4 separate regions of the Drosophila melanogaster genome follow, and regions 2, 3 and 4 are each linked to region 1. The links are chromatin contacts, called in public Hi-C maps. All regions are on one chromosome and are shown on one strand. Each heading gives the region's core, a stretch centred on a gene start, on an enhancer-like site or on the middle of the called end of the contact. The rest is flanking DNA. Distances are from core to core; before and after follow the strand shown.

What was found. Hi-C and Micro-C count contacts between places; a contact is called where the count stands out from the background.
Region 2: a Hi-C map of the Kc167 cell line shows a contact between it and region 1, with 2.4 times the contacts expected there. The contact joins the promoter of Tim17a2 here to the promoter of CG9837 in region 1.
Region 3: a Hi-C map of the Kc167 cell line shows a contact between it and region 1, with 3 times the contacts expected there. The contact joins the promoter of asl here to the promoter of CG9837 in region 1.
Region 4: a contact with region 1 is called in a Hi-C map of the Kc167 cell line, with 2.5 times the contacts expected there. The contact joins the promoter of Atg17 here to the promoter of CG9837 in region 1.

Annotation. Positions count from the first base shown.
Region 1 is chr3R:8,811,278-8,817,845 of dm6, reverse strand. CG9837 reads left to right here and starts at 4,267. Exons shown (of 2, transcript NM_001170086.3): 1 at 4,267-4,836. aqz (aaquetzalli) reads left to right here. Exons shown (of 2, transcript NM_001275461.2): 2 at 1-4,356.
Region 2 is chr3R:5,258,819-5,265,386 of dm6, reverse strand. It overlaps Tim17a2, which reads left to right and starts at 2,695. Exons shown (of 2, transcript NM_141267.3): 1 at 2,695-2,861; 2 at 6,228-6,568. The coding sequence starts at 6,242. All of the region lies in intron 1 of Hph (HIF prolyl hydroxylase), which reads right to left. It overlaps lncRNA:CR45793 (long non-coding RNA:CR45793), which reads left to right and starts at 876. Exons shown (of 1, transcript NR_133327.1): 1 at 876-1,630.
Region 3 is chr3R:5,604,219-5,610,786 of dm6, reverse strand. asl (asterless) reads left to right here and starts at 4,244. Exons shown (of 3, transcript NM_141300.2): 1 at 4,244-4,457; 2 at 4,514-6,346; 3 at 6,412-6,568. The coding sequence starts at 4,341. It overlaps Rga (Regena), which reads left to right. Exons shown (of 8, transcript NM_169080.3): 2 at 164-299; 3 at 358-572; 4 at 906-1,155; 5 at 1,768-2,337; 6 at 2,630-2,834; 7 at 2,939-3,103; 8 at 3,195-3,512. The coding sequence starts at 167. The coding sequence ends at 3,414. It overlaps sisRNA:1 (stable intronic sequence RNA 1), which reads left to right and starts at 1,176. Exons shown (of 1, transcript NR_163206.1): 1 at 1,176-1,542. It also overlaps asRNA:ASTR.
Region 4 is chr3R:5,666,652-5,673,219 of dm6, reverse strand. Atg17 (Autophagy-related 17) reads right to left here and starts at 3,507. Exons shown (of 5, transcript NM_206434.2): 1 at 2,648-3,507. It overlaps Xe7 (Xe7,), which reads left to right and starts at 3,886. Exons shown (of 8, transcript NM_169093.3): 1 at 3,886-4,593; 2 at 4,750-5,210; 3 at 5,270-5,527; 4 at 5,915-6,122; 5 at 6,259-6,568. The coding sequence starts at 4,393.

The sequences.
Region 1 (6,568 bases), core at 3,018-5,517:
GATCAGTGTCTGGAGTAGGAAAGCAGGAACAGGATCTGGATCTAGAGCTGGATCTGAAGATGGATCTGGAGGACCGACATGAATGGCAAGAACACCCGGTGGACCCCGAACCCGTCAATGAGTTGCAAAAAAAAATCGATATGAACATAAAACCAACAAAAAAAAATTAACAAAAACATAAAACAAAAAATGGAAAATGAAAAAACTTTTACAAAAAAAGCGAAAACATTTCAACTGGAAATTTGAACTTTTTTAAACAAAAACAAAAAAAAAAAACAAGAGTAATGTTTGTGATCTCAAGTGTGTATCATAAAACAATTAAACCAATTTGAGAAGCTATTAGGTGAGAAGAGAAAAACTGTTTCAAGAAAAGAAAACTGAAAGCAAACAAAATACAAGTAAAAAACACACAAACTACTGTCCTCACACAACCGACCGACAAAAAAGAACATCAACAACGAACGACAATGAGAACAAATCAACACAGCGAAAAAGATGCAAAATTCCCCGCTACATAGAACATCTCCCCCAAACTCCAAAACTCCCCTGTCAACTTCAATGCGCAATCTTTATAGAGACAGCCAGCCAATCGACAAACTGCAACCAGTACAACACTCAATGGATGCCTGGCTGAAATACAAGGAAAACCAAATGGAAAGAGGACTTAAGCGAAGGAAAAGCCCGATTAGAGGAAGAAGAACTTTATATGTCTAACAACGGATACTTCACAACTGAACATTGTTTTAAACGTGATACGCAAATAGACTTGAAAATTAATTAATAAGTAAAATTATAAATATAATAATATTTATGAGTAATTCAAAAATGGACGCTAGAAGCGCAACATAACGTACAGTTTATGTTTATCCCCCGAAAAGCGGACAAAATGTGCAACGTACCTTAAATGTTGATAAAGAATAAATGCAGAGAGCAGCAAAAGCTAACAGAGTATATTCAAGAGACACGATAATACCTATTAACTAATAATAATAATAATGCAACTACTATAAATCGTATACCCACCAAATCACAAAGACTAATTCAAACAAAAACTCAACGACAACAACTCAACGCAGCCGCCGCAGCAGAGCAGCAGCAGAGCCGCAGCGCAAAATGCACTCAACTTGCCTATGAAAAGCAAATCAACACCTGTAACTCTCCTCTACCTTAAGATATATTGATCCACAATTGTATTGTAATTTTGACCAACCTAGATACTTCCATTACTTTTAGTTTTACGTCGCGCGATAGGGAAGCAATTGCCCAAAAATACTGAGCTACAAATGCGAACTGCAAACATGTTTAATTATTCTTAATGTGTAATTGCGAAATGGCTTTAAAAAATTCTAATTTAAACATTCTTGAATTGTACATAGAAGGGAACAACGCTAAAATGTTCAAATAAAATTTTCTAAAAACGAGAAATCGATAAACAATAAGAATAAGATCATAAGAAGATCAGCACTTGTAAATGTGGTAGCACGCTATTGGCGCAAGCAAGATTTTATTTAATCCAAAATATGTTTGATCTTGCGCCGAGCGGAAACAACAATTGTGAAAACAACTAAAAACTATATAAGTTGCAATCCCCAAAGCGAAGGCTTTACGAGAGAGGAAAAGATATAGTAATCGCGAGATGAGAATGAAATGAAACTACTTTATGTAAACTATTCGTTGATGCTCAATACTGAAACACTTGAACCCAGTACCTTATTTTCATTATTAGCATTACTTATTAATTGTTAATATTAATATGTATGTAAATTATTTAAGCCATCCCAAGCCTCCCACACTTCCAGATATCCTCAGCCAATCCAAAGTTATTTGTATTTTGCGTAGAAAGAGGCAGCGTGAGTTTTGTTATGTGTTTTTGCCAAGTGAATTGGCACCGAAGTGATAAGCCAAAAACAAAAGGAACCCCAAAATGTAAATGATAGTGGAAAATCCCAGAAATAAGATCGCACTTGAGTTTTGTTTACGCATATTGTTTAACTTCCCGAACCATCTAAATTATGAAACACGAGAATGAGAGATGAAAAGATATGAAACTATAACAAAACACTCGATGATAGTTTTAAAAATGTTGAAAAGCCAAAAAAGTCAAGTACTGTTTAGGTTTACTGAGCAAGTTGTCATATATTGGTAGCTTTAAAGCTTGTATCTTCAAGTTACACTACAAGTACACCCCATCCACCAACATACCCACTACTTAGAGTATTGAATCGCAGGGGTCACTCGAGCAGTGCTCGGGCAAGCCCCAGCTCACCCCCATTTACCCCCCTTTCCATACGAAGTACACACACACACACACCCCACAGAAAGACCCAAAACTTGTCGCGCAGAATTTTGCATTTTTTTTAAGTGTAAGCAAAACGTTTGTTACTTACTGGACGTCAGTTTAAGCGGAGAACAGCTTAGATTTCATTGAAGCAGGATAGAGATACAGATGCAAAACCTATTTGTAAAATTCAAAAGAAGAGAAAACCACTTTACTTAAAACAGACCAAAACAGCCCAGATTCGCCCGCTCTGCCTTGGACTGTGGGCACAAACGTTCCGGCCCGCTGACTTTTTCAACACCAATCAGTACAAAATAATTTCCATTTCAATGTTGGGAGCCCGAAACAAGATCGCGGCGGAGCTCTCCATGCTGCGAGTCCAAGGCGTTTGTGTCCCCAACCAAGGCGACTGCGAATTGAAGGCCTCTGAAATTATAATTCAAATTCAATTTTTTAATTTAAATTTAAAGCGTAACGACGACGATTCGACCAAGTTCGAATATTATTTTTAACCTCTTTTATTTAAGCCGAAACATGATTCGTCGTTCTAAAAACAATGAAAAGAAAGCAACCAAGCACTATGTATTTTTTTAATTTCTCCATTGATCTAATTTACAATTTAATTTGCAATTTTTTGTGATACTTTGCTATATTTTTAAACCTGGTATGTATACAAATTAAAAACAAATACAACTGAAGAGAAAACGATTAATTAAATACCCTTACAATTACCTTAAATGGACCATAAGATGAATGCGAATATGAAGAGCAAACTCGCAATTCTATATTGTAATTATAGAAACGATTGTGAATAAAAATCTGAGAAGAATTGTAAAGCAATATTGGAAATGTGTTAAATCCAAGTCAACTTTTAAAATTTGAGAAAAAAGAAAGAAAACCCCACAAACCAAACAACAACAACAAAACAATAGAAAAAAGAAATAAACAATTGTACATGGCTTTCGTAAAGAAATTTATGAAGGCTTTGTATGATTAACCAAAAAAAAATCCACAAATTTGTGTTTTTATTTGCGTTATCACGTACAGTTTTTCGTTGGCACTTTTAATTCCAGAGCTAATCGGCAAGATCCCCATACCCCGTACCCCCCGTAGAGAATCATAACCCCCTCCACATTCCAGACGATTCGAACAACATGTGCTCCGAAAAATTCCACTACGAGGTTCTCACATGTTTTTGTTTTTGAGCACGATATCTAAGCGAGCAACCAGAAAGACAGAAAGAACCACAATAAAATTGAAAACTAAAAAGCGCTTTGCTAGGAGATCGAAACAAAGGAAAATGCGCATATAGTACATATGCATATAAATATACATACATACATATTACATATATAAATGCAGCTGCATTTGTGCTGCGATTTCACAAACACCCAGATATTGCGACATAAATGCATGCAAAGTAAAATAAAACGATAAGCAACTTTACAGAGCCGAAGGGCATACATGTAATAGAACCATTTCCAACTCCGTTTCGATGTGAAAAACTATCCTGATTGTTCCTATGTTAGTTCTGAGTAGATGCAACCGCAATCGGATCGGCGAATCCATTAACAACTATGCAATAAGTGCGAATTGTCATTGTGCGTTGAGGAAATTTATATAGATACGCAACAACATGTAAGCATTTTATAGATTCTTACACAGCAGTCAGCATGATAACGATAAATGTTTAAAAGTTTTACCACATCACCACTACACAAAATAGATACATACATGTTTAAGAAGTTTATATACATAAATTGATATGAGACGACCGATAAGATCGTAGCCAGAGAGCTCAGCTAGCAGCAAAGTCAAGTTAAAACTCAAACAAAACAAACAATTGCCTAACGATCAAACAATCAATGTGTAAATCCCCTCCCAAAAAACACCCCATCCAGTCGATGAATCCCCACATCCCATTCCCATTCCCATTCCCACCTAACCCATCCAACTTCCCCAAATCCCCTAAAACGTGAACAGAGAGATACAAATATTTTCAATGGAAACCCCGAACGAGATCCAGATGACGTCCAACTACTCCGGCCGAAAAATCCACATGCCATATAGTAAATTGGATTTTTTCAGCCCAGATCCTATTTTTACTAGCTTAAAGTTTTTAGTTCTTGGATCAGAAATAAGCTTATAATCCATTAAATACGCTCCTTTTTAACTTTTTCAAACTGAAAATTGCTTACAAAGCCAAAATATTTATGAGTTAACTTTTTCGATTCGAAAAAATTGAGTCAAGGCAACTTCTCGAGTTTCGAGTGTCAACAGCGATAGGAAGGGAATTTCCATTTGGTTAGATGTTTAAAAACCCATTTACATATGATAATGATTTCCTATGAGTTCTTTGTTGAAACAGATGTTTAAAAAATGGAGCTTGGCTGATTGCAAAATTGAACAAAGTTGAAGTGAATATGGGTATGGATGGCTTATTGGATATTTCGATTTAGGAGGTAAAAGTCCGCGACTTCGATGGAACCCCCGAAAAGTGGCGATCCCAGAAGGAGGACGGTGGAGAGAGAGAGCTGTTGGATCAGTTTAGTTCACAGGTAAGTTGGCAAAACGCGAATGTGACTCACTGGCGGTACAAACTAGTATTATCTAGGTGGATTTCTCTAGAGGTTGCTCGAAGAAAAAACAGACGCCGTGCGAGTGGTGAACGTGCTTCGAATCACCTTATCTCGCACCTACCGCGCTCCACACAGAGAAACAAATATGCTGCAACTTTACACGTTTTAAATGCAGTTTTCTAAACAAAAATATATGTGTGAAATTTGTATACCCATTTAGATCAATTTTAACGTGCTTTGATAAGTCTCGAAAACGATTTGAGTTTCGGATGAAATGAATCATCACCCCAATTGTTACTCTGCATTTGATGTTTCTGTTTTTTACCTCGCCGCTTTGGGATTTCTTTATAAACGATGTCGCAAAAGAAAACTGGATTCACAGGCAACACACTATGTGGGCAATGGGCTTCGGTTTTGAATTCGGTGTCGTTGTTTACCGCTTCGCTACCCCTGAAGTAAATACGTTCATACATATGCATGTATATATGTACTTACCATTATGTTTGTACTTTATATGTACCATATCCGATCGAGTCGAATGAATACAAGACAATAACTGTACGGGTTGTCCATATTTGAGCATCGAAAGCGTTTTTCCCTCGACGAATTCATTTAATGCTGAGACCCGTAGTCTTTAATTTTTGTGTAATGCTCTCAACGATTTTCAGGCCACCCCCGAGAAATACATATACATGAACATATGTATGTATAACTGAGGACGGTGTTTACGTAGTGACGAAAAGCACGCAGAGTATATATATAGTAGTATATGAGTATATATACTCAGTATATATATGTATACTGGAATAAAAATGTAAAATATTTAGATGAAACTTTAATATTTATGGGTATCCGGTAGGTGCTCGTGCATTGTTGTTTTCAAACTCCACTAGATATGTATCTACATATGTGTGCTACCCATATTTGTTGCCCTGGATGCCTGTATGTCTGCACACAAACTTAAGGCAAATCAAAAGCGTAAACAATTTTGTTTTTATTTTGCTTTTGGTTGCTTCTCTTTTATTTTAATGGCGCTTTGCTTAAGCTAATTGCAATCTATAAATGGCGACGGCGATAGTGGATTTCAGCGAGGTTGTCGGTGAAGGGGTATATACTTCGCCCCTCCCCCCACACGACCGTTTGAATTCGCGATTGCAAACATAAAAACAAAAGCCCAGAGCTAAAGAAAAAACAGATATATGTATAAATCATGGGGAAACGTGACTAAATGGAATCGTTCATACCCCTTGATTGGCATTTAGACATCACTTCGATGTACATTGTTTATAACCTATAAATTTCTGAATGTAAAATAAATTGTTATGCTTATTAGCAAAGCGTTCTAAATATATAAGATAACGCTTTCGTCCAATATACCCTAACTGCGGGGTATCCAAAGCGAGATGTGGCTAAACAAAAAGTTGCGTGCACTGGTCTCGGACTGGGCCCGTAGATGTATCTGTATCTACGCAATTGGTATCTGTAAGATACACACACATCCGAATGTTCACGTTGTGCCGCCACACGCGCTGTGTGCCGAGCGGGATGGAGATACTGGTGGAGCGAGATGGGAGGCGTTCGTATTTACAAGTTTTGTGCGTTGGTCTCTGACGACCCCTTGGCCACCCATCTCCTACGTCCCCCTGGTCACAGTCCCCATTCCTCACTCCCCTGTATTTTTGTACAACCATATGTATGTATGTACGTATGC
Region 2 (6,568 bases), core at 1,446-3,945, 3.6 Mb after region 1:
AATTGTTTCAGGATCCTTTTTTAGATACCCTGAATTGGTTAATTACTGTTCTTGGGAGATGACGGGTTCTCAAACGACTCCTCCAGAATTTCACGTGCAACTGAAGGGAGTTTATAATTTGCAGCGAGTTTTATGCGAAGGGGAGCCTCGAATTTTAGAGGGAAAGAGTGCGAGTTATACGTACACCGGCGGTTATATTATATGGTATATAGGTGCAAATGTGTTGGTGGGGAGGTACGTATTATTGCAGTTTGCATTTGTTGGGGCCGGCTGCCTATATATTTCACTTTTCGCTTTGTTTCACTGGCAGATGTTTGTTTTGATTTGACTTTGTTTATGCACAGTTAGTCACGTTTGTGTATTACTCAGCTTCGGTTAACTAATTTAAGTGAAATGTGAAGCAGCTGAACCGAACCGCACTCGTCGCCGTTCGTTTTCCGAATGCGGCAGCTGAGCAGGTCGCTCTCGCTCTTTACCGTTGGTTACGAAGGAGAGAGAGGCAGAGCGTTTTAAGAGCAGGTGAAAACAATCTAGCTATTTTATGGCCAAAAACTAGATTATGAGTGCTCGAATTCTGGTGTGTTAGTCGAACATGTGTTAACGTTTATAAATTAAATGGACATCTACGAGCAATACTTGAGGCATTTAAACCCCAGTTCAAAATTGGCTAAGGTGAACTGTACGTCTATCCCGGATTCGGAATACAATCGTTTAATACGATAACATCAAGATCGTAGAAAAGGTTTAGTTTGGACTACAAATTGTAGTTCGTTTGCTGTAACCAAATTTTTCTAGCTATTTTCTGTCCGCCTCCCAAATCCGTTCATCACTATCTCAGAGCGTCCATGAAACTACGAGTAAATCAGAAAGTTGGGGGCCTGGGAAGCAGCTAAATAATCGAAGGAGAAGCAGCCGCTTAAGGCGATAAGCAGCACCTTGGTAGGTGAGAGCAAATAATGAAAAATACGTACATATTGGTAAAAGGTAAAAGGCAGCTGCAGATAGCGAAAAACCGAACTGAACGTGCAATTTATGGGATCGGATACCCCGCAAGGTTCCAGAAAGCGGGAGGAAGCTACTCGTTCCGCTTGCCCTTCAAGAGAGTTTAAACACTCTCTGCCAAGCCAAACCAATTGCAAACGTAAAAGCGGGGAAAAGCGGAGGCAAACAGTAAGGCAGAAAGACAAGCGCAACAATCGTCACGTAGCCCAGCACACACACCAATGCGCAATTGGCACACGCACATGCGAGCGACCCATACAAACGCAAAGAAGCCACACGCACAGGCGTTAATGCGAGAGCCAAGTGAGTCAGAAAGAGATGGTCGCCAGCGAAGGGAGTGTGAGAAGGTCAGCGATAATGTAGATATTTAAAATGTTTGATACAAATATCTGCTAAAAATGCTTAAGAAACACTAACGAAGATGAGGCACAGAACGGCGGAAGCACGCGGAAGCTAGGCGAATGTGCGAACCAAAGAATTGGGTCAACGGCCCAGTTCAAAGTCGCCGCCAAACAACGTGCACGCAGAGAAATCGGGGAGACCTTTTAAAGCGCCATTAAAATAAAGAAATATCCCAGAAATCTGCCCAACATTCTGTAACCAAGATATATAATATATATAATAATATAATATATATATATAATAAATAAATCAGTCATAAAATTGGTAACGAAAAATATCAAAAGTATCTTATGGAATAGGAATAAAGATTATTCTATCTTCTGTCCTGTCTATACATTATTTATTATTTGGTAATACCCTTGGGCTAACAATAATAATAAGTCCCACACAACCCAGTTTCGAAGCAAAATGGCCACTAAACTGAACTGATTTCTTTTAGTGCAAACACGTTTTCGTGTACATTGTAATGATCGATTGGCGCCCTTTTTGTCTGTGATGTATTACGTGCGACAACGGCGACTGCGGCACGTGTACCACACCAACTCGCAGCCCTTTTGGTGGGCGGAGAAGCACCTGGGAGAGGGGCGTGGCGACGCACACGCACTGAGTGGCAGTCGACCTTGGTGACGTGCGTCTGCCTACGTAGCTCGCTCGGGCTCGCACTGGGTTCGAGATCCATCACTGGGAATCCATCACACAGCTGAAGGAGACCACAGACATGGGTTTACACCCAATTGGAAGTGGATAACATAAATAGAAAAGGGGAACCTTTAAGGAAATCCCTAGGAAATTTACGAATATTTTTAAACTAAATACCATTGCAATAGTTTTATATTTCTAATGTTTCCAATGGTTGCATAGTTCACATCGCAAGATATTCGATCTAAATAAACTTTATTTGATTTAAACTGGAAAGCACTTTCTCTGCTTTCAAAACTACATTTAGACATTCAAGTTCGGAAATGAAAAAAAATGAGGTGAGCAACGCTAAGGTGAATGCATTCTGGCTGAATCTTAGGCAAATCAAAAAGTAGCAGAGCAAACTATCCGCGAATGGATTGATTCCATATTGACTTTTCCTATCAATATTGCTGATTCAAATTGGAATTCGGTGGCGACAAGATGCGGTTTTTTCGACTTTTTCTGTTCATCGAGTTTTGCGCAACCGTATTGTTTGTTTTTCCCAGCAAGTTGCTTGACACATGTATTTTAGCACATTTCTAAACAATGACGGAATTTTGCAAGCCCCTGGAAATGAGATCACGTCGGTCCGACTGCGCTAATTGTTTGATAAAGAACAACACATCCCGCCGCAGATTGAAATCTCGGAGCTAAGGCATTCGCTAAACTCTGATAACACGATTTGAACGATACGCTTGCGTATTCCCGGCACGTAGGCAAAACGCTCCGGACCTCCCGGCCGAACGGACCACCCACCCACTTCGGGCGATAAGAAGGTAGAAAATACTGCACCTGACAAAATCGATTTGCAACAGTAACATAGAAAAATGAAGGCTTTTATTTGTGTATCCAAGTAAAAAGAAAATATCATAACTATCGGGTGGGAAGTTATCTGAATTAGTTCATATGTTGCACTTATTAGCTACAACTGCACATCCAGGAACACAAAATAATTTACTGCACAGTGTGGGGTTGATGATGACTCAGCCGGATTGGCTGAAAGATAAAATTACGAACAAATTTCTATATGTGCTCCGATGTGTGCGGTTCATGTTTGTTGTATTCGTTAATGCCGGGGTGCAAAGCAAAATAAATAAGCGAGTATTAAAGATTTGGACGCAACAAACTGCGCAACAGAATAATTACAAAGTCAGCACCTCCGCCCGGAAGAATGCGAGTCCGGCTGCGATTGCAGGTGCTATCAGATCGGGCATGGGTGCCATATACACTATGCGGCCGGGCACGTAATGCCGAAGGTAAATAAATACTCGACTCGAGAGGTGCCATCTCGGAGCAGAATGTTAGCAATCCGGAGACAGTCAAATCGCAGGGCAATTACGAATCTCATCTGACAATGCGATGAGTTGAATGGGAAAACAAACTGTTTCTATTTTTAAACTTTTACGTCTGAGAATATCGGACAGCCTATGTAGTACGTGCAGACATCAATCTAAAACCAACACCAAGTGTTTGTCTCCTAAAGAGTCCTTTCCTGGTTCCCCATTGGATTGGAAGCTTTACCTTGAACACCTGTAATATTATATCATATGATTTGTGTATACTTTAACAGCAGCAGTTCCAAAATGAGCCATGGTTTGGCTAATACAATTATACTAATTCACCCAAGCGATCTAAGATGATCTAGCAGTGCTATTCAATGTTTTGATTTGTGTTATAGGACCTTTTGCGAGGTAACTAGTATAAGCTGTATATCAACAACCAATAAATCAGCTGCGAAGAAGCTTGAGGATCGCGAAAACCATAAACTTCAGCGCCATATGAGCGATATGTCATCAGCTGTGTCATGTTCTGCTGTTGATTCGTGAGGCTTCTCAGGAGTGGGCACGTAACCGCTTATCGTAATTGACTTGATGTGCAAGTGAAGACGATAGGGGGCTACGAGCAGGAGGATGCACCTAGTGGGGTATATTTGGGGCTATAGATTTCGCTCCGGGACAAACTGCAAACGCAACTTCAAGTGTGCGGTCGGCTAGCTAATCGCGGTGCTTGGTTCAGTTACATTTAATAACTAGTTATCAGGTGAAATCATGGCTAATCAAATTCAAGATAAGCTTGCACCAAAACGTAGAAAATCTATTCTACCGAGTCATTTGGATGTTTTCAATAAGATATTGAAAATAACTCATCAATATCTGAGTGGCATTTTTCTTGTACAAGTTTTTGCTCGATCTATGTACGTTGTCAAGAAACTGTTTACACACTGTGAAATAAGTTGAATTTTTGACTTTAAAGCTAAAAATTAAGGGTTTTTTGCTTAATTAAACGAAATTTTTTTAAATAATATAATTAAACAATATTTATTTTATTTATAAATCAAAAAACAAATTCAAAATATTAAATATACAAGAAAATAAACAACGAATTCCAAGTTTACACACTTTTAAGACTGTCAAGAAACTCTTTACACATTTTGTTTTCCTACTTTGTTTTGTTCTTTTTCTTAGAACGAACTCGATTTTTCCGTTATTTTTGGCTTTGCATTGCTTTTTACAACGCTTCTATTGAAATTTGTTGACTTTGCTTGTGAAATTTTGCTGATCAAACGTGCTTAAAGCGAATTATTAAATTTAATAAAATGCCTGGAAAGAGATTAACTTTTGAAGTTACCCAATTAATAAACTATAACCACCAGTTGGAAAAATCTTTTCCAGAATTAGTATAAATGTTTCCTGTATCCCGTAAGACCGTCTACAATGTTTTAAAAGGCTCGGAAAAAGAGGGCAGGCTTGAACCTAAGAGTGGTGGTGGGCGGAAAATTAAAATTAAAAAGCGTGTAGACTGCTTTATTATGCGAATAGTGATTGCGAACCCCCGAATCTCGGTCAGATCACTTGCTCTAGATATCAGGCAAGAATGTCACCTAGCTGTGTCACACGAAACTGTGCGCCAAGTCATCCTACGCCATAGGTACTCTTCAAGAGTTGCAAGGAAAAACCCTTTGCTATCAGATGCCAATATTGAAAAGCGTCATTTATTCGCAGTGAGCATGATGGATCATGCGGAAGAGTACTGGGATGACGTCATATTTGGTGACGAAACAAAAATGATGCTCTTTTATAACGACGGGCCAAGCAGAGTATGGCGCAAACCGTTGAGTGCGCTAGAAAAACAAAATATCATTCCAACGATAAAATTTGGAAAAATGTCACTGTTGGTTTGGGGCTGTATCACCAGCCGTAGAGTGGGAAAACTAGCCTTAATTGAGGGCACAATAATTGCCGTGCAATATCTAGGAATTTTAAAAAACAAATTTGAAGGCCAGTGCAGAAAAATTTGATCTAGTTAGCAACAACAAGCCAAATTTTATATTTTAAGAGGACATGATCAGAAACATAAAGAGTGCAATGTACGCACCTGGCGCCCTTATAACTGTGGTAAAGTGATCGATACGCCCCCTCAGAGTCCTGATCTGAACCCCATTGAAAATTTGTGGACCTACTTAAAGAAGAAGGTGGCAAAAAGGAACCTAAAACACAACAACAGCTTATGACTGTAATAGTCGAAGAGTGTGAAAAGATCCCGTTTGAATATGACCTGCAAAAACTTGTCCAATCCATGAAAAAAGGGCTTCAACTTGTAGCTAAAGCCAATGGGGAACATACTACATACCAAAACTTTTAAAATTTTAATAAAATAATTTAAAAATTTAGGATTAAACATCGATTTAGTGTTTTGTGTAAAGAGTTTCTTGACAGTCTCAAAAGTGTTTAAACTTGGAATTTGTTGTTTTTTTTCTTGTATATTTAATATTTTTAATTTGTTTTTTGATTTATAAGTAAAATAAATATTGTTTAATTATATTTTATAAAAAAAATGCGTTTAATTAAGCAAAAAACCTTTAATTTTTAGCTTTAAAGTCAAAAATTCAACTTATTTCACAGTGTGTAAACAGTTTCTTGACAAACTGTATATTTCGTTTGTAGGACCATTGGTAAATATTTGTATCTAGTTAGAACGGACGTAAAAGTCGTAAGGCAACATTCTCAAAGTTATGTATAATCTATAAACACACGTTTTTAATCAAAGGCCATATTGGTCAAAAGCTGATAGCACATATTCGCAAAACAAGGAAAGTTCACTACAAATCAAGTTTTGAATTAATTACGGATTCTTTTGGTCAGTACATCACCCGAACATGGAGTACAATCGCCAGCCGTGTCCCATCAGGATTGTAGAGGATTGCGGGTGCGCCTTTATGATGGGCACCATGGGAGGATCGTTGTTTCAGTACCTCAAGGGATTCCGAAACGCTCCGTCCGGTCTTCGACGTGGCTTGCACGGCGGTATAGAATCGGTGAGGTTGCGGACACCGGCCATAGCCGGCAGCTTTGCCATTTGGGGCGCCACCTTCAGCACGGTGGACTGCGTCATGGTCTCGTACCGCCAGAGGGAGGATTCCTGGAACGCGATTGTCAGCGGAGCGGCCACTGGCGGAATTTTAGCCGCCCGGAATGGAATTCGA
Region 3 (6,568 bases), core at 2,995-5,494, 3.2 Mb after region 1:
TAGTTTGTTTTTGCCAAAAGGAAATCCCTATACTATTACATTTAAGTGATTACTGCTTAAGTGATACTTCGATGTCGACGCGGATACGATATGGGTTTTTCTTTATGGGTAGATAAGCAAAGCAAGGCCACAGCCTAATAACCGACAACCCCTTCCATTGCAGATTATGGCGAATTTAAATTTTCAACAACCCCCGAGAAGTATAGCGAACGCGGCGTTAGCTGGCCGGACAACAGGCGGATTCGGTGGTAGCTCCCTGGCTGGCCATGTGACGCCCACGTCGGGCATGTTTCAAACCGGTAAGCACTTGTCGCCCAAAGCTTTTGACGGAGCACCAATTCACATTTGTTGCCTTAGACTTCGCCAACTCCTATCCAGGAACGGCGAACTACGGACAGGCGCCGCAGCAGCAGCAACAACAGCAGCAGCAGCCCCAACTGTCGCCGAACCGGAATGCCCAGCTGTCGGTCGGCGGACCCGCCATCTCGAGCGGCAACCGCAACGCCAACCTCTTCGGCCAGCGTCAGTTTGTGGAGCGGCGAGCCATGCAAGGATTGGGCAGTGGCCCCATGGTAAGCAGCGCGGCATTACAACAAAGTCTAACTCCTCCAACTCGGTCTTGTCCAAGATACTCAAAGTAAAACATATAACAATATCTATATCCATTGACTGTGGGTTTAGTACTTCAATACTTCGGATTGCATCAGAGAATCGTATCGCTGATCGATCAGATTTATATAAAGGAAATATTTTTGATACAACGGAATATACATTAATTTCAGAAGTTACAAATGCTTTCACATTACATAAAAAATATACCCTCTATTAAGATTGAGTTGGAGATGTCAGTCCTAATTCTAAAAATAAATTGTTAAGACTTGGCTAATCATTATCTCTTTCCGCAGTCGAACATGGGCAACTTCATGCAGACGGGTCGCGGCGGCTACGGAACGGGCGGAGGCGGTGGCGGTCCTTTGAATAACTTCCACGTGTTCGGCGGCGGCGGTGGTAGCGACACCTCCACGCCTGCCCTGCTCGATCCCACGGAGTTCCCCTCGCTGACGAATGCGCGCGGCCAGAACGACCAGACACTGCCCCAATCGAATCCGCTCCAGCCGCCGGGCAGCAAACCCTATGGTAATTTCTTTACCTCTTGTGAGTTCAAATCAAAATCCACTTCTTTTTATTTATTTTTGTTTTTAAAACTACGATTAAGAATCGGTTGTAAGCGTGGTGTCTCGTGATCAGCTCATTAAGCCCACTTAGATATGCTACGCTGTATTTGGGACTAACCTCGGGTGTTGGTTTGGGTATGGCAAACGCTGCAAAAACTAGATTCAGTCAAGGACATTTACTTTGGCTACGTTGGTCCAACCGAATACGGGCTTCTGATTCCATGAAGAGCTTTTGCAATTTAGAGTTTGAAATGAAATTGTGTTTCCGGATTATACTCCAAACATATTATTATATGCAATCTCATTTACTTTGAAACATGATCAATGAATAAAAAGAAACTGTTCACATAAAGCAAGCGACTTAACCTTTTATAAGTTCATATATAGGTGAAGGATAACTTTAAATTCACAGTAACATGTCTTAAAACCTTGAACAAATGCTGTTTGGACCTACTCATTGATTTTAATTGGTTGAGGAAAAAGAAATTAACTAAAATCGTGTGTATTGTATGAGCTTAAACTGCTTTAGTACTAATTTCTTCGCTTCACTCATTCGCCCTGGGCGACCATCTCGCTCCTCTTCTGATTTCAGTTGGCATGGTGAAGCAACCGACGTCAGAGCAATCGGAGTTCACGATGTCTAACGAGGACTTCCCTGCGTTACCGGGCACCCAAAACTCGGACGGCACAACGAACGCGGTGGGGAGCGTCGCCGGAACAGGAGGCTCCGGAGGTGCGTCCACAGAGAACCACTTGGACGGCACGGAAAAGCCGATGAATTCGATAGTGGTCAGCGGATCAGCGAGCGGCAGCAGCGGTTCCAACGTCGGCGTTGTAGGCGGCAATGGTCTCGGTGCCGTTGGCAGTGGTATAGGGGGCTTGGCAGTAGGCGGCGGCGGAGGAGCTGGTAGCTCAGGAGGCGGAGGAGTCGGCGGCAATGCAGCCAGCGGCGTTGTCGGCGGGTCCCATGTAGGACTGGTGGGCAGTAACAGCGGCATTGGCGGCGTCAACAGCGTACCCAACAGCAATGCCATGATGGGCGTAGGCGGCGGCCTGGGGAGTGGAAGCGGCTCGTCTGGGAGCGGAGCGGGCGGCGAGCATCTGAACGATAATTCCAGCAACGATAAACTTGTAAAGAGCGGCGTGCAAACTTCGCCAGATGGTGAGTGCTGGAACACTTCTCACAACATGTGAGAGAGCTATTTTTGACCTTTTGATCATTTGGAGCTTTGAATTGAACACTCTATGGATGATTGATACCATTTAATCAATGGATTTCTTGGTTTCTATTATTATTTGTTTCATATTATAATTCGGTGATTTCGGTGTACATCACAAAAGCCCAACAGCTATACTATCCTTGACCCATTTTATCCAGAAATAATAGTACCATGAAATATTTTATTTATTTAAAAATGTAACAAATTTACCTTTCGTTCGTTTTGCATAAATAGGGAAGGTCACAAACATACCAGCGACCATGGTGAACAACCAGTTCGGCATGGTTGGCCTGCTGACGTTCATTCGGGCTGCAGAAACGGATCCCAATCTGGTGACGCTCTCCTTGGGTACGGATCTCACGGGTTTAGGCCTGAACCTGAACTCGCAGGAGAGCTTGCATACAACCTTCGCTGGCCCCTTCGTAGCACAGCCCTGCAGGTCAGTTTACATAATAAACTTACATAATTTAATTGCTTATTGAGTACTATTGAGTAAGAGGTGTACCAAATTAGTAACATTGGATTTGCATTTACTTTTTTCAGAGCACAAGACGTTGAGTTCAACGTGCCACCCGAATATCTGATTAACTTTGCGATAAGAGACAAACTAACAGCGCCGGTACTGAAAAAGCTGCAAGAAGACCTGCTCTTTTTCCTTTTTTACACGAACATCGGCGATATGATGCAATTGATGGCAGCTGCTGAATTGTGAGTACTTCCTCTTGCGTAGCTATTATCTAAGCTTCGTATGAACATATATAGAACATACATATATACTAAAATTCTGCTCCCATCGCAGGCATAGTCGCGAGTGGCGATACCACGTGGAGGAGAAAATATGGATAACTCGAATTCCTGGCATTGATCAATATGAAAAAAATGGTACAAAAGAGCGCGGCACCTTCTACTACTTTGATGCGCAAAGTTGGAAACGTTTGTCCAAGGTTTTCCAAATAGATCCCGAGAAATTAGATAAATGTCCCAATATAAGTGCGTTTATGAATGGACAGTCTGTATAAAATTAATAAAAATGAAAAAAATTGAAAAAGAAAGTATGCTGTTGTTTTTGCATTGCAACAAGGACACTCAACACTAACTGAATAATAAGTTTTATTATAAAAATTAAAAACAATCCATTTGAGTTTTTCTTCTAAAACGGTGTTAGGATATATATACATACATATATGCATATGTATGTATGTGCAAATTCTGGTACAAATTGCCGGTTAACAATTTAAAGCGATTTATTTTTATCCTGCTGGAGTCTAGTTGGTATTCATATTTTTAGAATATCTTTGAAATGTAACATTTTTTAGCTGTTCGATATTATGAAATGAGCGGACTCCCATTAAATTAAAAAGCAAGTTATATTTTTTCGATTCGTTGAAATGTATTTGAAAGGTAGAAGAAATTCTTTCTATAAAGTGATCCTATAAAAAATTACTGGCCGTGTCTGAAAATACATACCTGTCATCTGGACTAACACGACATACATATGTATGTATATTCCAATAGCAAATCTACTGCATTCTGCAATGCACAACAGCTCCCCCTATCAATGATACGACGGAACCATAGTTGGCATGATAATACATACATACAATATCATCTTCAAGCTTGTGTATGCCTGGCAGGTCTATTGTCGGGGCCACAATCTTTTCGACATATCGGCAACTTTTTGGGAAAATATTTATTTTTAAATTTAACAATTACAGTTTATGTACAAGTATAGAATAAAAACCTAATTCCCTTCTAGACTGTATGTAGTGTGAACGCAATGTTTTCGCTACAGAAGCGCTTACTGCACTTAACAGCACGCGTTACTATGTTAATGTCAAAGTGTCAACAGAAGCAAGAGGAAGAAAATTAGAGTTGCCTACGAAAATAGCGCCTGCGCCTCGGAATTTATTTGAATTTGATGCTTGTGGCGTCCCCTTAGCCGAATATGAACACGCCAGGTATAAGCCTCTTTCAGGGGGCGGATGCCCTTAACATAAATTCTACACTGGACCGGCAGGAGGAGGAAGAGGCGCTGCAGGATCAGAAACGACGCGAGGAAGAGGTAAGCGATCTGGGAATTCCTGGTAAACAATGTCACCGATTCCAATTCTACGCAAGCTTGGACGGATTATGGTGAATGCCTTCGACGATCTGCTCGATGAAGAGAACACAATCGACTCGACGACGAATTACCAGTCGGAACTGGAACAGCCGCCAGTTCTACCCAACTACCCATCACATCCGCACCATAAACCGCTGCAGGACGATGCTCAGCGAGCCAACGAGATCGAGATGCATCGCCTCCAGATCCTGCTGGAGTCTAAGAATAATGAGCTGCAGAATGTCAACCAGGTGGCCAACGCTGCGCACAAAAAACTGGATGACTTACAAAAGCACCTATCCATCATGCAGGCTGAGCTAGACCGCGCCATTCGCGAGAAGCAGAACACTCACGAGCTGTTGGTGGAGACCAAAGAGACGTGCTCCAATAAGGACAGCGATCTGGACAAGCTGCGGTCGGAAAAGAAGCAGTTGGAAGAAGATAACACGCGATTAGTTGGTCAATTAGAGGCCGCCAAGACCTTGCTTACGGACGTCCAAAGCAAATACGACATGGTGCAGGCCAGTAAGCAGAAGTGGGAGGAGCGGAACGCCGACCTACGTTTAAAGCAAATGGAGGAAGCGCACCGAGCCCAGTCCGATCTTTTGCAGCAGCAACTCTGTCAGATGAAGGATCAGCTTGATCGCAAGCAAAATGAGTTGGATCAGATAAACTCGCGCTACAATGCTCTGCAGTCTGGTCACGAAACAATGCTCGTAGATAAGGCTGCCAAGATTAACGAGCTCAGTCAAGCTTTGGATGAGGCCCAAATGCGCTGCAACCAACTAAGTGCAAGACCCGATTTGCAGGCTGAAAATCGTCGGCAGCAACAGTGCATCGTTGACTTGAAAGCCCGCATTGCCTATTTGGAGCAAACAGTCGCTTCGCTCCATGAGCGCCTAAACGAAACCACCACGGAACTTGACCTGATAGATTCGGTTATTCAACAGCATCAGGCGGACGAATCGCCTACTAGTCGGCTAAGTCAAATGGGTGGATCGCGCCTTGTTGGTAGCACACCGCTGAATCCTCTAGACAGAGTCGGTCACATTAAGCAGGAGTTGTATCGAGCTCTGGGCAACCTGAAGAACAAGCGGGAAGAAGTGCGACGCCTAGAGAAGCTCCTGGAGGAACGCAACCAGGAACTGCGCGTGCTGCGCGACCAGGAGAACCAATCCCTGGTTCAGCTGGAAACCCTAAACGAAGGCAAAATGCGGTTGGAAAACAAAGTGAAGGCAATGCAGCAGGAGTTGGAAGAGCAAAAACACAGATCACAGCAGGAGTCAGATGTGCACTCACAGCTGAATTCCATTGTGGCCGAGAGGGATGCACTAAGGGAAAAACGGCAGCAGATTGAAGAAGATCTGGAGCAACTAAAGCAGCAGAACGAGAGCCTTCAAAGAAATTACGATCAGCTTTCGCAGGAAAATCGGCAGTTGCGAACTCGAGAAACTGCAGACAACCTGCGCTTGGAGCTGGAACGCCACAAGATTCTGTTGAGGGATTCCCAGAGCGAGGTCGAGCGGCTTAAGAAACTCTATTCTGACATCGCCACAGACAAAGAGTCATTAGGCTATGAATTGAGAAAGCTGAGAGAATCGGACACGCTTAAGGAGTTGCAGGATCAACGCCAAAACTTGGCCACTGTTCAGCGAAACTTGCAGCTGGCGGAGATGAAATCAGAGGAGCTAAAAAAGCTTCTGGAAACGGAGAAACTCAGCCACGAACGTGATCTGCAGGCCTTGCGCCAAAGGAGCGAGCGGGAAAAGCGCGAAGAAGCAGTTGCGGTGGCCAAAGAAAGTTCCGAAAACTGCAGCAAGTGCATTGAAAGCATAGCAGAAATTACCAAGGTAAGCGATAACCTTTCAGACATGCTAGTAAACTAAATAATCTTATATATCACCACGGTTTTTAGGCGGAAATTCAGTTGTTGAAACTCCAGAATGTGAACTCAATGCAGGCCAAGGAACTGAAAGAATTGGAACACGCGCTGGAGCAGTCTAAAAATTTGCAAGCCGAGATGCAGGAAAAGATCGAGCTTTCAAACAAGCAGGACGAGCTCATTAGCGATC
Region 4 (6,568 bases), core at 2,258-4,757, 3.1 Mb after region 1:
ACACTCTACCGCTTTCAACGATTGCATCCACTAGTAATCCACCGCAGAGGCAGAGAATAGCCTAGCTACTTTGAAGCCATTGACTGGATCACTTGTGATACCCAACAGCTGTTAGACAGACTGTCGCTGGTGCTTTTTGCTCTCTTTGTGTCGTCAGAGGGACAATCTGAGGGTAGGCGCGCGGTGAGGGAGGTAGTACAAATGTTAATGACTAACTGGGCCATTTCCGAGTCGCAATAAAAAATAGCAGGCCGAGCATGTGCACAGACGCTTATTAAATTTTATTTTTATATTTTGTTTACAATTTAGCCTCGCAGACGGCTTTTAGCGATAAGGCGCATAACAGGGAAAGCGGAAAAGCGGAAAGAGCATGGCTCCACACTCGGCACACGCGCATTCACTCTTCCCCACACTATTTATTTATTTGCGAGCTGTAAACAGCAGCGCACCAGAACAACAACATCGTGAAACGTGTTATCAACGCACCTTGATTTGAACACGTCTAGACTTGCGGGTGGTTCGAAAACAAATGATCATCGCAGAGAGCGCACGACTAAAGACGGAGAATATTTGAGCGGATGAGAGAGCGCCGCACGTGTGTGACGATGATTTAGCTATTTTTTAGCTAGAAGTTCCCAACTAAAAGAAGGGAGTTGCATCAAGTAAATTCAGTTGAATTAAACAAAAGCAGCATCACCAATTCAGCTCCTCGTGTGAATCACAAATAAACCATATTTAATTAATTTGTTAATTTCGAGAAAGTTCTTGTACCTACTTTTGTTTCAATCATAATTAGTCGGAGAATTAAAGATCGATGCCAACGCCGATCATGAGTCAATGCCAACGCCGACGCACCAGCGTTTACCTGACCCCGCGGTCCTTCTTTTACCTAAGCCAATTTCACCATTCCGTCAAACTAAACTTCTAAATTTCCAAGACGCGGTTTATTACGGATGGTTTTCTCAAAATTGTCCACAGTTTGCGAACATGTGTAACGGTACGCCGCTTTTATATCTGATGAAATACCAGGAACGATTAGCTCAGGATCATCTGTAATGCCGAGGTAAAATTACCAGGTACACTTAAGCAAATTGATGAAATACATAGCCGTTGGAATTGACAGACAGACAGCACTAATCAGCCAAATTGTGATTACCAATGGCATGCCCCAATGCAATTATCGCGGACCCTTCAACCCAAATCACGATAGCGAGCAAGCCCCGAACTGATAAGATCTTATCAGAGGGATGGTGAGCTGTATCTGTGTTACACATTTCGGGGTATGTATCGATATATGTGTGATAACCGGGGGAACTTCAAAAATGTGATTGCCTGGATAGCTCGGAACCAGATGTTGCATTATGTTGTCTTGATATTCCGGTTTTAAAGCATTGGATATAATGTTCATATGTATATGTATGTGCGTATATTGCTAAGTATTCTACCACATAATTCGAATATTGTTTGTTATCTAAGACTTCAAAAATAACACCTGTTGGATGTAAAAACGAATTTTAATAAATAGAATGTACGACAATTTAGATACATATCTATTACACTTTTTTGCCTACTTGAGATATAACGACTGCTTATAAAGTTAATATGGCGTTGATGCAGGAAATCTAAACTAGTGGATCTTTGATTAGGGGTGTAAGTCTAGGTGACGTCACGGTGCCGAACAGCGGACTTGTAGGCGAAGAGGGAGAAGAGGACGGCAATCAGAAACCCTGAACCAAGCCGAGTCAACTGAAACTGAACTCCTCTGTCACTGCAAACTGATTACAGCGCAGTCAGAGTTTATCAGCTCTCCCTTCTTTTTTTTGTCCTTGTGGGGGGCAAAATAAAAACACTTTCTCTCAGGGAGAACGATTATGAGAGCGGCGGACTGGCGTTTGGTTATGCATGTGTGTTTGTGTGAGTGTCTAACTGCAATTAATAGTATGTGTCCCCTGCACTTAATTATTATGTACATATATGTACATCATCTTAAAGGGGTATAAACTGCATATGACTCACGCAAAAACTCCAACTGCAGTAAACAAGTTAAGCCAAGAAACAGAAAAGAGAAAAACAAAGAACAGCAGACCATTAAAACAGCAGATAATTAAAACCTAAAAATCGGTTGTAGTGTAGTAGAGTAAACATGGTCAGCTGATCGCCTGCATCTTATCGATATTCGATAATTCGATCTGCAACTCATTCTACGGGTTCCCTTTCCCCACTCCATCCGCTTCTTTCCTTCTGGTTCGCTCTCTCAGCTGTTGTTTTGCTTTGTTCCTTCTTGTTTTGCACTTATTCGGGTGCAGTGCAGTTAACAGGAAAAAGCTCTCGAATGACGAACAAATGCACACAGACACCGAGTTATTCTTGTAAAATATGTAAATTATGGCAATTAATTGCAATTTGGCTCAAACGGACGCACAAAACAACCAAAGCGTGAGGGTTGCTGACGTTCTTAAAAAAACAATAAAGAAAATGGCAGCAGGTGTATGTAGTTGCACTTGTTGTAAAGGCGGATGGGGAAAGGGGTGGAAAAAGAAGACGGATGGAATTTCTGCAGTGAAAAGGGCGTCGTCGGATCCCCTGGCGTTGGTGTGCTTTAAACTATAACTAACGGTTAATTAAACCATACCCTACTCACACTCACCTTATATTCTTTAATCAATTTCCACAATGGTCTCCAGTGGGACTGTGTTGCGTGTGTGTGAGTGTACGTGTGTGAAGTGTTATTGTTGCCTGGTTGTGTGCGCGGTGTGTTCGTGTTTTGGCTTTAATCAATTGTAAACGGGCACGAACACACAGGCTCTGCAAATTATTTTACATCAGCTGTAGCTGTATCTGTTTTCAAATGTGTTTATGTGATTGTTTTTATTTGCAACAGCAACAATAACATTTGTATCGCTTCTTCTTTATTTTCGCTCGTCTGCTGCTTCCTCTCTTTCAACGCCACTGTGTTGTTTTATTCTCTTCCTCGCCTTCCACGCTCTTCTTATTTATTTTGTATGGCTCTGCTTCTTCTCTTGCCTGCGTATTACCTATTACTTTAAAAACTATTTTCGTTGCGTATCAAATGTGCAAAAAGCATTAACTCGACTCTTCTTTTAGTCCCAATGTCTATCAATATGTTCGAGCAAGGAAATATTTTCCAAATAATTTATGCTGTTTTCGTTTTTCTCATTTCCTTCTGTTCTTCGCTGTTGCCCTCCTTTTCTTAATCTATTTCTTTGTCTATCACAATTGCGTTGTTGTTGCTACTGCTGCTGCTGCTGTGAGTGTTGTTGTTGTTGTTGTTAGTGCTTGCTTATGCTTTCTGTTTGCTGCTGCTTGTTGTTGTTGGCAGTTTTACTTTTCGCGTCAGTTTTTTGCCATTTACACGATGCGGGCACGGGAGCCTTTTAGGTATTTGGAGTCACACAATTTCACTCACGCATTTTGTTGCTTTGCTTAGATTTCTAATTAAATTAAATGGTATAAAAATTAAATAACGCACTTCGTTCTCACTTTTTTTTGTCTTTGCTTATGCCTCGCGATGTGAGAATGACAACATATTTTCAAGTTGATATCGATAACAGAGCTGGTGCGGAAACGATACTCAATAGCTGCCAACTTGTTTTTAAATGCCCGGCCTCCAGTGCGACGTATTAATTCTAAGAGTTACAAAATGTCCAAATGATTTTTATGAACATTATTTAAATTAAATTTAAATATCTCAGGTTAATATTGGGGTCTCCATTTAGTATTTGTGGCTTCAAAAGTTTATTTAGTGTGTATATCCCCGCATTAACATTAATTTTGGTTAAGTATTTGTTGCACCTTGCTTCTTACACCAGCTTACACCATTCTGTTTAGCCCTTGAGAATACCATCAACTGCCCAGAGAACCCTGTTTTTAGTCCATCCCTATTCGTTTCGTAAATCAAACCTATCGAAAGTCGGCCGCCTCTAGTGAAAAGTGCAAATAAAATAACCCAATAGAGTTTTTATTTTAGCAAATAGCGCAGCATCCGCACATAAAAAGTCACAGCATTTATTATACTTAAGTAGCATTAGCAGCGGTCGAAAGTTAAGGTGGCCCAAGTCCCTACAACAAACCGATACGGGCACCCATCAAAATCTTCCTCCTTAGCACACCTCCCCCCCCCCCCCCCCCCATTCTCATCTAGACACATTCACACTCACACCCACACTCATGAAACACTCATCTACGCAAGGGACACGGGCGGCATTTTCCTTTTGCATTATCCTGGGCGATTCTTGGGATGTCTCCTTAGGGTCTAGCTCTATGCTTGGGAGTCTTACTTGGTAATAGACACACAAATATTACTTTCTGTATTTTGCCTCATTACATTGCACTGTTTCGAAACGAAAAACCGAAAAAAAACACTTTTTCAAAATGACCCACATCCAGACTATAGAAAATGTGGCAGACTGCATTCCTTTTTACTTGCCGCACAGCTTGTACCTCAAGCCGCTGGCCAAAATGCAAATCTCCGTGTCGCTGCCGACGATCAAGTCCGGCAAATCCGTATCTAACCTGGAGATAATGGACAAACTGGGCGCCGAGCTTAAGCCGGACAAGTTTCTCCTGCTCAAAGTAAGTTAATAATCTTATCTTAACTCTGTGCATGCCAAACTACACACAAAAATAACATTTATTTAATTTAAACAAAATATCTAGAAATGTAAGTATGGATACGCATCCACTTCATATAATTTGAATCGAATTTCCATTATCTGTATGCCCGAACAGGTCTCGAAAAGCACTGTAAACACCATCCGATTGGAAGCTGAGCTGGACGAGCGGAAACGTCTTAGGGCGGCCATCCAACGATTGGACGGCATTTCTCTACGCATCTCCGGCTTTAGTGAGTCCTTCCGAGTGCGTTGTGCCGAGTCTAAGGATGACTTTCCAACGCGACACGACTGGGACTCATACTTCCGGGATGCCAGAAACATGGATGAAATGAAGGCCGGCGAACGTCCGGACACCATTCACATCAGCCATCTGCCCATGCGTTGGTTCTGTCCGCGTCACTCGGAGCACGAGGAGAACGTCAAGCCCAGCGAGAACATCTTTAAGCGAATCTTTGAAAAGTTCGGACGCGTCCGGATGGTTGACATACCTATCTGTGATCCGTACCGAAAGAGCATGCAGGCGGACATTAACGGCATGCGGACGTTTAGCTTCGAGCAGGATGTTCTATTCGAAGGGTAAGTTTCGAATAAGATACGAATACTAAGTTCGTGTAGCTAACACTTTTTTTGGACAGATATGTTCAGTTCGAGGAGTACTCAAGCTTCGTCCGGGCCATGGACGAGTTCAGGGGCAATAAGTTGGTCCGAAAGTTTGTGGACAAGACTCAAGCCATCAACATTTGTGTGAGCTTCGACAAACAGAAGCATCTCAGTGACTCGAACATACAGCGCCGAGAACGGATTCGGAAAAAGTTCATCGCGAAAGCCAAGGCCGAGGACGAGGAGCGGGAAAAACTTAAAAAACAGCAGGAAGAGGAATTGGATCGCGAAAGGTTTGATAACTTTTTAGGCCGGAAAACGAATACAGTAACCAAATGGCAATGCATCTATCAGATCTGCTTAAATCTTAATTTTTATTCTAACTTACTGATCTTCAGTACATACTTATGTACCTTAGAAGAAAGTTGATTACCATTGACTTATATTAGAATTAGAAATTGAAATATATCGCGTTTAGTATGGCTGCCTTTCTACTGTTTTCATATCCAGCCATTTTACATTTACTTATTTTTGCTTCTCACCTGGCGGCCGCTGGTCGAGGCGAGCCTTAAGCCAACCGTTCTCTGTATCTTCTAGACGAACAGTTAACAAATATTTATTATGCATAACAAATATATCAAAAGCAAAACAAAACACGCAACATTGCAAAAAAATTACAGGCAAAAGCAAGAAGAGTTGAAAAAAGCGGAAGCGGAAAAGCAGCGTGAACGCGAAGAAAGACGCAAAGAAAAGCACATGAAAAAGATCCAGGAGCGCGGCCAAGTGGAGATCTCGCAAAAGATTCGCATCGAGGAGCGCAAGCTGATGATAGCGCAGCGCAAGCTGGAGAGCATACGGACTCTGGAAAAACTATTTGAGCGGATACAGGTGGGCAAAAGTTAAAACCTAAAAGTCAATGTTGTATTTTAAATGAAAAGTTAAATGAAATATCGAAAAATTCGTTTTCTTTTTAAAAGTACAGCAGTGATAATAATACTTTTTTATATTTTATTCTTTAATACAGCTAAAACAAAGGGACAAAAACCGGCGAGTCAAACAAGATGATGACAAGGACATCCAACGTGGTCGTCTGGTCGAAAAGTACAAGGCTGCCACTGAGAAACTTGTTTGTGATCAGCGCAAAATCGTACAGGAAATAAAAAGCAATACTCCTCTTTTGGGCCTTCTGAAGAGCAAAAGCAAGAAGAGCGCTGTGCCCGTAGACGCCAGCAGCGAAGACGAAGCGGCGGCCAGTAAGCGACACAAAATGGGAAACGGCGTAACAGAATCTGCGCCACCAGGCGATGTCAACTCTGCTCTGAACCCTTTGAATG